2 separate regions of the Sus scrofa genome follow, and region 2 is linked to region 1. Evidence: chromatin contacts called from public HiChIP or PLAC-seq data. All regions are on one chromosome and are shown on one strand. The core of a region is the stretch at or near the end of the contact, and the rest is flanking DNA. Distances in the headings are between cores, read along the strand shown. Region 1 overlaps EPB41L2 (band 4.1-like protein 2). Region 2 overlaps EPB41L2 (band 4.1-like protein 2).

Evidence for each region. HiChIP or PLAC-seq counts read pairs in DNA pulled down with a chosen protein or histone mark.
Region 2: an H3K27ac HiChIP or PLAC-seq map of alveolar macrophages shows a contact between it and region 1. The contact joins two enhancer-like sites. A contact is called at or near these places in 3 of 47 Hi-C or Micro-C datasets (alveolar macrophages, heart right ventricle and skeletal muscle) and 1 of 2 datasets of contacts at active chromatin or transcription factors (alveolar macrophages).

The regions. Positions count from the first base shown.
Region 1 is chr1:32,433,053-32,437,249 of Sscrofa11.1, reverse strand. The region is part of intron 1 of EPB41L2 (band 4.1-like protein 2); the gene reads right to left. Among named protein-coding and RNA genes, the nearest start is that of EPB41L2, 17 kb to the right of the region's middle. Within about 2 kb of position 2,154, at least 18 of the 83 cell types and tissues checked have an H3K27ac peak or open chromatin away from gene starts, as enhancers often do. A contact at or near this core is called in alveolar macrophages, where this site is marked.
Region 2 is chr1:32,568,784-32,572,558 of Sscrofa11.1, reverse strand. EPB41L2 (band 4.1-like protein 2) reads right to left here. Exons shown (of 18, transcript XM_021088293.1): 7 at 1,622-1,840; 8 at 1-79. Among named protein-coding and RNA genes, the nearest start is that of SMLR1, 140 kb to the left of the region's middle. Within about 2 kb of position 1,793, at least 13 of the 83 cell types and tissues checked have an H3K27ac peak or open chromatin away from gene starts, as enhancers often do. A contact at or near this core is called in alveolar macrophages, where this site is marked.

The DNA.
Region 1 (4,197 bases), core at 905-3,404:
TACAAACAGGGTGTGACGAGGGATGTGCATATTCTCAGGGATGATATAGGACTATAGGCTCTGGAACCACATAACCTGGCTTCAAATCCCTGCTCTAATGATTAGCTAAGTAACCGCAAGTAAAATTACTTAATCTTGTGGTGCCTGTTTTCTTCTCAGGCAAACGTAGAATAACAGTACCTAGCACACAGGGGTACTAGGAGGATTAAATGCTTAAATATATACAAGAGTACCTACAGAAGAGTGTCTGACACATATTAAGCATTCAAGAAATGTTATACTAGTATCAATATTTCCTAATTCAATATGTAATGTCTTTACAAAAAAGTATATTAAACTATGTTTTAATTAAAAATATATGTTAAAGGAGTTTCTATCATGGCTCAGTAGGTTAAGAACCCAACATAGTGTCTCTAAGGATGCAGGTTTGATCTCCGGCCTTACTCAGTAGGTTAAGGACCTGGTGTTGCTGCAAGCTGTGGTGTAGGTCCTGCGTTGCTGTGGCTGTGGTGTAGGCCAGCAGCTGCAGTTCTGATTCAACTCCTAGCTCAGGAACTTCTATATGTCACAAGTGCGGCCCTAAAAAAAAAAAAAAAATACAAGTTAAAGAATTTGCTGGTGTCTCAGCAGGTTGAGGATCCAGAGTTGTCACTGATGTGGCACAGGTTCAGTCTCTGGCCCAATGACTTTCACATGCTGCAGGCAGGACCAAAAAACAAATTAAATAAAAGCAAGGAATTGGCTAAAAAAAATATATATATATGTAAATTAAAATCTAAAATAAACTATCTCCAACATAAAAAGCATGCCTGTTAATTAGGAAAAGCACTTCAACTATTAAGTGAGTGTCAGCTGCAGCTATAATGCCAATGCTCTACCTATGATTTCTAAACTACTATATGTCCAATGTTTAAGACATACTTTCCCCTATATACTGCCAGATAGAACCATACACATGGCAGGTTGCTGTGATTTTATAATAACTGTGCAGTCCCATTAAATGGCAGTCAGCTTAAAAAAATGTTTCACTTGGTCTAGTTTCAACTTACAGCCACTAATACTATGCTAAGCAAAAGAACAAAAGAGAGAGGATTGAGAGAGGGAAAGAAAAAAGAAAAATCTAAAAATATTAAAATCTGGCATCAGAGTTCTCCTGTGGAGCAGCAGGTTCAGGATCCAGCATTGTCACTGCAGCAGCTTAGGTCACGGCTGTGGCTTGGGTTTGAATCCTGGCCTGGGAACCTCCACACGCTGAGGGCAAGGGCCAAAAAAAAAAAAAAAAAAAAAAAAATCTAGCATCAACATAGGCAGAAGCCAAGCAAAAACAATGCATAGAACATCAACATTACTTTGCGAATATAAGAGGATTTAAAAGTTAGTTCAAATTTGGTTTATAAATTAGGTTTTTCAGCACTGGCTGAAGCATTCCCTTTATGCCCACAATGCTGCATTTAGATAAATTGTTTTCACAGATCAAAATAATATTCAGATATTTATTCCAGAAACTGGACAACTGACTGTCACAACTGAACTAATTTCTGCAATCCTACAAAATCAGTAATGATCATGAACTTTATTTTAGAGACCACCCACAAAGCACATGCCAAAGGAGGGGTAGCGGGGGCAAGGAGGTAGCTACTTACCAATGAAATCATGTGATCTCTGGAATTTGCTTCTTCAAAGTAGTGGGAATGGGGGTATCAGGGAATGGAAGGAAAATACAGATGAAACAAAACTGGCCATGTGCTGGTAACTGTCAAAGCTGGGTGGGGCTACATGGGGTTCATTACACCACCATTCTCTCTACTTCTGTTTTTATTTCTTTCCATAATAAAAAGTTTAAAAAAGGAAAAGCCTTTTCTATAACTGACAATGGTACATTCTTTCTCCCCAAAAAACCCTTAGATAACCAGATACAGTAAAAAACATGACTTTAAAAAAACCTAACAACAACAATAAAGAAGGTCCTTTTAAAAAGAGCCGTATTACCCTTTCACTGTGTGCAAGTAACAGGCAGATCAGAGATCTATAGAATGCTCTGGATTCCGCCCTCCAGTCTTTCCATTTAAGCTGGCAGCACTGAGGATGAAAGTGAACTGGCCTCAATTGGGAGAAAAGTTGGAGCCACATCTGCACCACACATGCTGCCCACATCAACAGCCCTTGGCTGCAGAGCTGCCTGGGGAGGATGTGTTCGCCCTACCTTTCTATTTCTCTGTTTGGGGGTGGGGAGAGATGGCGGAAGGAAGAACGTATTCACGTTCCCTTATGTGTGTAATTTAAAACAGACAATCTTGGCATTAAGGAAATTAAGACGCACGCTCTAGTGATGTTGATTTTAATGGCCAAGGTCCAAAAACAGTTCTGGTTACAAGCCCATGGATAAACTCTTGATTCCTTTGTCAGTGGACAGACTCAACTCATTACTTGGCACTCTAATCTTTCCCATATACACTCTGTATTCATTTTATTAAGAAGAAAGAAGTTTGCCTTTTTCTCTTTAAGAGAATTAAAAAAAAAAAAAAATTCTTCGAGAAAAATGTGCATTTAGTAGCTTTCCTCCCAGAGTCTAAAAGCAGTTAAACAGAGAGTACTCGGGAACAGTAAAAGATTATCTTATAAAAATTGTTTCCAAAATGAAGGCTGAATATGCACCATTGTCTAGCACATGACCACCGAGCCACATTTGCTTTTCAAATACTTGTGAAAGCATTTGGCACCGTTTTCCAAAAATCCCATATGACTTCTACTTCCTTGTTTTTTCAATAGTATTTCAAAATGTTGACACATTTATTGAACTATTTTTGGAAGACCTAGCTCTGCCTACCTTCAGGGCTCAAGGCACAAATATATAAAAGCTACGGGACAGCCCTCCAACTACAAAACTTGGCAGGCTTCCTAAGTTCTCCAAGAAAACTTCAATTGGCAACTCCATTAACATCAAAAGAGCACAGAGTAGAGGGAACAACTCTGGACACAGGGAGACCTTGGCTGTGCCTGTAGCTCCATTACTAAATTGCTGGATGGCTCTGGGTAAGTAAGCTTAACCCCTTCCTAATGCACCTTGCTTAAAGGTCAGACCTCTGGTCCAAAATTGGTTTAAGAATCAAATGAGATGTCCTGAAAATTTACTTTGAAAAGAATGCCAAAAAAACACACACAAAAAACAAAATAAAAACAAACAACTTTACAAATAAAAAGTGCTAATTAAAAAGAAAAAAGAAAAACACTTAGACGTCTGTGCCACAGTCAACATATACCGTTTTATGTTGTTATCTATTAGGGGAAATCATATTTTTAACCTACCCAACGTTTCTCAAAGTATTCAGATCTACTTTACCATTTTTGCCAAATCCAAACAGCCACTGTATTATTTATTTAACACATCTTTTAATCAAGCCACTACAAGAGACCTAATTTAGCCTCATGCTAAGTAATATCAATGAAACCATAGTGGTTTTTGTTTTTGTTTTGTCTTGTTTTTTGGTCTTTTGTCCTTTTAAGGGCCGCACCCACAGCATATGGAGGTCCCCAGGCTATGAGTCTAATCGAAGCTGTAGCTGCCAGCTTACGCCAGAGCCACAGCAACGCCAGATCCAAGCCACGTGTGCAACCTACACCACAGCTCACGGCAACACCGGATCCTTAACCCACTGAGGGAGACCAGGGATCGAACCCACAACCTCATGTTTCCTAGTCAGATCCGTTTCCACTGTGCCACTACAGGAACTCCAATGAAATCATAGTTTTGAAGTACCATATATTTTTTCTAATGCACACTGACATATGTATTTAACCATTAAAAAAAAAAAAAAAAGATTCATCTGGGAGTTCCCTGGTGGCTCAGCAGACTAAGGATCCAATGTTGTTGATGCTGTGGCTTGGGTCACTGCTGTGGCTTGGGTATGATGACCAGCCCAAGAACTTCCATATGTCTTGGGCTCAGACCAAAAAAAAAGAGAGATTCAGATTCATCTGTGTACCACTTCAACCCTTTTTAATGTGCTACCTACCAAATACTGCCCTGAGGTATTTGCCTATAACACCTTCTACACTATTGAAGAGTATCTGAATTTCTAAATCTCTAAAACCCAGTTGGCAACTTAACCAATACTAAATCACACACACTCAGAAGCCTTTGGATCTACCTAGAGTTTCTCAGACCTCACAGCCAAAACCTTACTCAGAATCCTCATT
Region 2 (3,775 bases), core at 544-3,043, 140 kb before region 1:
ATGCAGGTCAACACCATACATGGAAAGCCTCTTGGCATTTTCTAAGAACTGAGAATCAGCTTGTGCTGGAGATAAGCCCCTAAGAATCAAAAGAAACAATATTATCATATTGACGGACACAAAGCAAATGTGGCTAAAATAGGGAAAGTGGGGTATGAGCTTGGAGAGTTTAAGGTGGAGGGAGTGACCCAGCCATATGTGCAAACAGATAAGAAGGCTCAACTCTCAACCTCTTGCATTTTTCTTTTAAGATCCTCCAATATAAACCTATTCATGGCAAGGAGCTGCACCTTCATCTTTACACTTTATCTCAGAAACATGCTTTCAATTTTTTCCACTGGGCAAAAAAGCCCCAGCAATAATGGGTACAACATAAATTAAGAATAAAAAGTGATCTCATCTTTCTGAAATAGACAAATACTCTCCTTAATTTATTTCACTAGGATCGACCATACTAAAGATCAGAAGTACTCGGATTTGATTTTACACCTGACAGACCACATTCTGTCCATATTAAAATTATTTCCATTCTTATCTATATTCCCAACGAAATGAATCTGAAGTTCCTACAAAGCCGGGTCCATTAATCTTCATATTCCCCATGGCATCTCAGCACCTGAATTTCAATTTCAAATTACATATGTCTACTGAATAGAATGGTAATAAAGTTAATAAGAATATAAAGTCAAATATTGCACTTTTTAAAAGAAAAGTCAATGGTGGTAGTCTGCTTAAAAATCTCTAATCTCTCAAAGTACCTTTCAGATATTTCAGTCAAAATTTTTGAAAACTTCCATTTTGCAGTATGGGACAAGTTAGTTGCTGGAGTTTTAAAAACTTGTGCTTAAAAAAATTTTGTTTTCACACAGATATAAAGTTCTCAAAGTGTAATATGGTATTTAAGTAATTAAGTAATGCTAAACTAAACCAAAAGTCATCTTTTATGGGTAGAAAAACACCCGTAGATTTCAATTACCATTCCTACCTCCATTTACCACTCTTGTTTCTCTTTTTTTTAATTAAAACACAATTGATTTACAATGTTGTTATTAGTTTCTGGTGTACAGCACCGTGATTCAGTTATATGTAGATAAATATTTTTTTTTCATTATAGGTTATTACAAGATATTGACTATAGTTCCCTGTGCTACACAGTAGGTCCCTGTTGTTTATTTTATATATAACCACTCACATTTCTGATTCAAGTCTTGATGCTTCATTATCTCCCTGGCTTTCTTATCAAGTATGATAATAAAGACAATTAAAAGACAGAAGAAATACACAGTAAATGCAAACAATTGTGTGTGTGTGTGTGTGTGTGTGTGTGTGTGTGTGTGAAGGGATAGGACTGGGAGCAGGATAAAGGAGATATCACAGGGAAAAGTAAATTTTCCTGATAAATGAAAACATTTACCCTCGTGAGCATAGTTTCTCAAATAGCCATAAAGACGATGGAAGGATAGCTCAGTGACTCAAAGCTGCCTTGCCTCGCACTACGTGAAGCTCCACAAGGGTGAAATGAACAATCCCCTGAACTACACTCAAATGTCTGGCAATGTTCCAAGGGAAGCCATTTAAACCCACCATGGTTACTCCCTCTCCAGTAAGCAAGTCTACAGACCTGTGGGTTTTATACAGCTCTGCCACCTTCTCTTCCAGCTCCTTGGTCTGGGTGGGGGCAAACTGGAAGTCACTGAGGTCATTACTGTCATGCTCTTCTGGGTCATAGTCGCCAAGTTCAGCCTGCAGTGTGTAAGAGCCCAGGAGGGCGTGAGTCATAAGAGAGCAGGGCAGGCGGCCTGAGGCAATGTCCTGCCGGAGCTGAAGGCACAAGAAGTATCTGCAAGGAACAGGGGGAGAGACGGGTCAGGAGAACAATTAGTTAAGATTGTAGCACTCCTAAATATAAGTCAGATATTCCTTTGAAAACAAATATACAACATAGGCACTCTTCAAATCCAGAGCATAAAAGTCTTCTGTAAGAAAATGCCCACCTTCCTCCTTGGACTCCTAACCCTTGCTGGCTATTTACAGAAACTGAATCTAGAGGGCAAAGTAAGAGTGGAAAGTCTCAACTGCTCTTCTGACAGGTGTTATTATTACTATTATAATCAAGAGTTTAATGACTCCAAGTGAAACTCCAATCACTTAGACTGTCTCCTTGGATTTAAAAGTATAATCAAATTCAGCATGCTCCTCCAACTTGTACAGATTAATAAAATTTAAGAAATAGCTGCAGTTCTTATGCATTTGCAGGAAAAGCTAAGGTCACCCACACTTTACCCCCTCCACCTTTTTCATACTCATTTCTTTTTTTGAGACACCTTTAACAACCATTATAAGTCAGTCTCCACGTGGAAGCCCTTACTTGCCCACTGACCCTATCTAAAAAGGCAGCTAACTTAGTTTATAGTAGAAAAAGCATGGGCTTCAGAACCCAGCAGAGCTATGTGACCTTGAGCAATTGATTTACTTGCCTAAGTATAATTCCCACATATAAAATGGGAAGAACTCTATTTCCCTTTGAAGAAGAGGGTTAAAAATTAGAGAATATAAATAAAACATCTGTCTTGGAACCCGGGAATCAATAACAATTAGTATCCATAATCATATTATTAGTTACAATAATCATTCAATGTCCTAAGTGGATTATTACAGTTAGAAGATTCTGGCTTTTACTAAATAACATGCAGAAATATGTTATTTATATTCTATGAGGATTTGGGGGGGGAGGGAGGTTCCACTATTAACTCCTTTTAAAACCTGATTTCTGCTTTTGAATGTAACCATTTGCTAAGGTTAGCATCGACCCCTCCAAACAAGATGTAGCATCCTCATGCTTGAAGACCTTATACCTGTATTATTACCCCAATCTCCTGTCAAGCAGGGCAGGGACTCTATTATCATCATAATCTCAGGCTTGGCCAAGTGCTGGCCACATGGCAAGTGCTCCATGGTTTTCTAAGAATGCAAGTCGTCTCACCACTACAGTCAGAGTGTTTTTATGCCCTGCAGGAGCTCTCTTTCTAAGGAGATTATGTGTTTCCTTGACCCTAGAACAACAGAGCATCATTGCCCTTATTTGAGAAAGCTCAGTTTTGAAATGATTCCAGGTTACCCTCAATTTCTCTATGTCTAATCGAGAATAGTGCTAATTCACCACATTTTATGGCACAGTTAAGACATAAACACAAAGATTCCATTTATTACCAAATGGAAGTAAATGTTGCTCCTTTTTATATTATCATTTCTACTTTTCACATTGATCTTTTCTTCTGTTGTCAAAGCCCAAGTCTAAAAAGGCTGAAAACTTCAAACAAAAACCGTAACAGCCTCCTGAGTTTCCCAACTCCATCTCCTTCACTTTTTTTTTTTCCTTTTTAGGACCACACCTGAGGCACATGGAAGTTCGAGGGCTAGGGGTCAAATTGGAGCTGCAGCTGCTGGCCTACACCACAGCCACAGCAACACCAGATCTGAGCCACATCTGTGACCTACACCACAGCTCACGGCAATGCGGATCCTTAACCCACTGGGCAAGGCCGGGGATCAAACCCGCATCCTCATGGATACTGCTGAGGTTCTCAACCCGCTGAGCCTCAACAGGAAATGCTCCAACTCCATCTCCTCGACAGGGCAGGACAGATCATTCCTCAAACATTACTCTGAACTCTGTTCTTGCCCTCCGCAAAAGTCTATCCCATCTTCCAGATGTTCACTCAAGTCTGGTGAGGATTTCAATTGTAACGTTTAGGCTGCAAAGCTCTTCTTACAG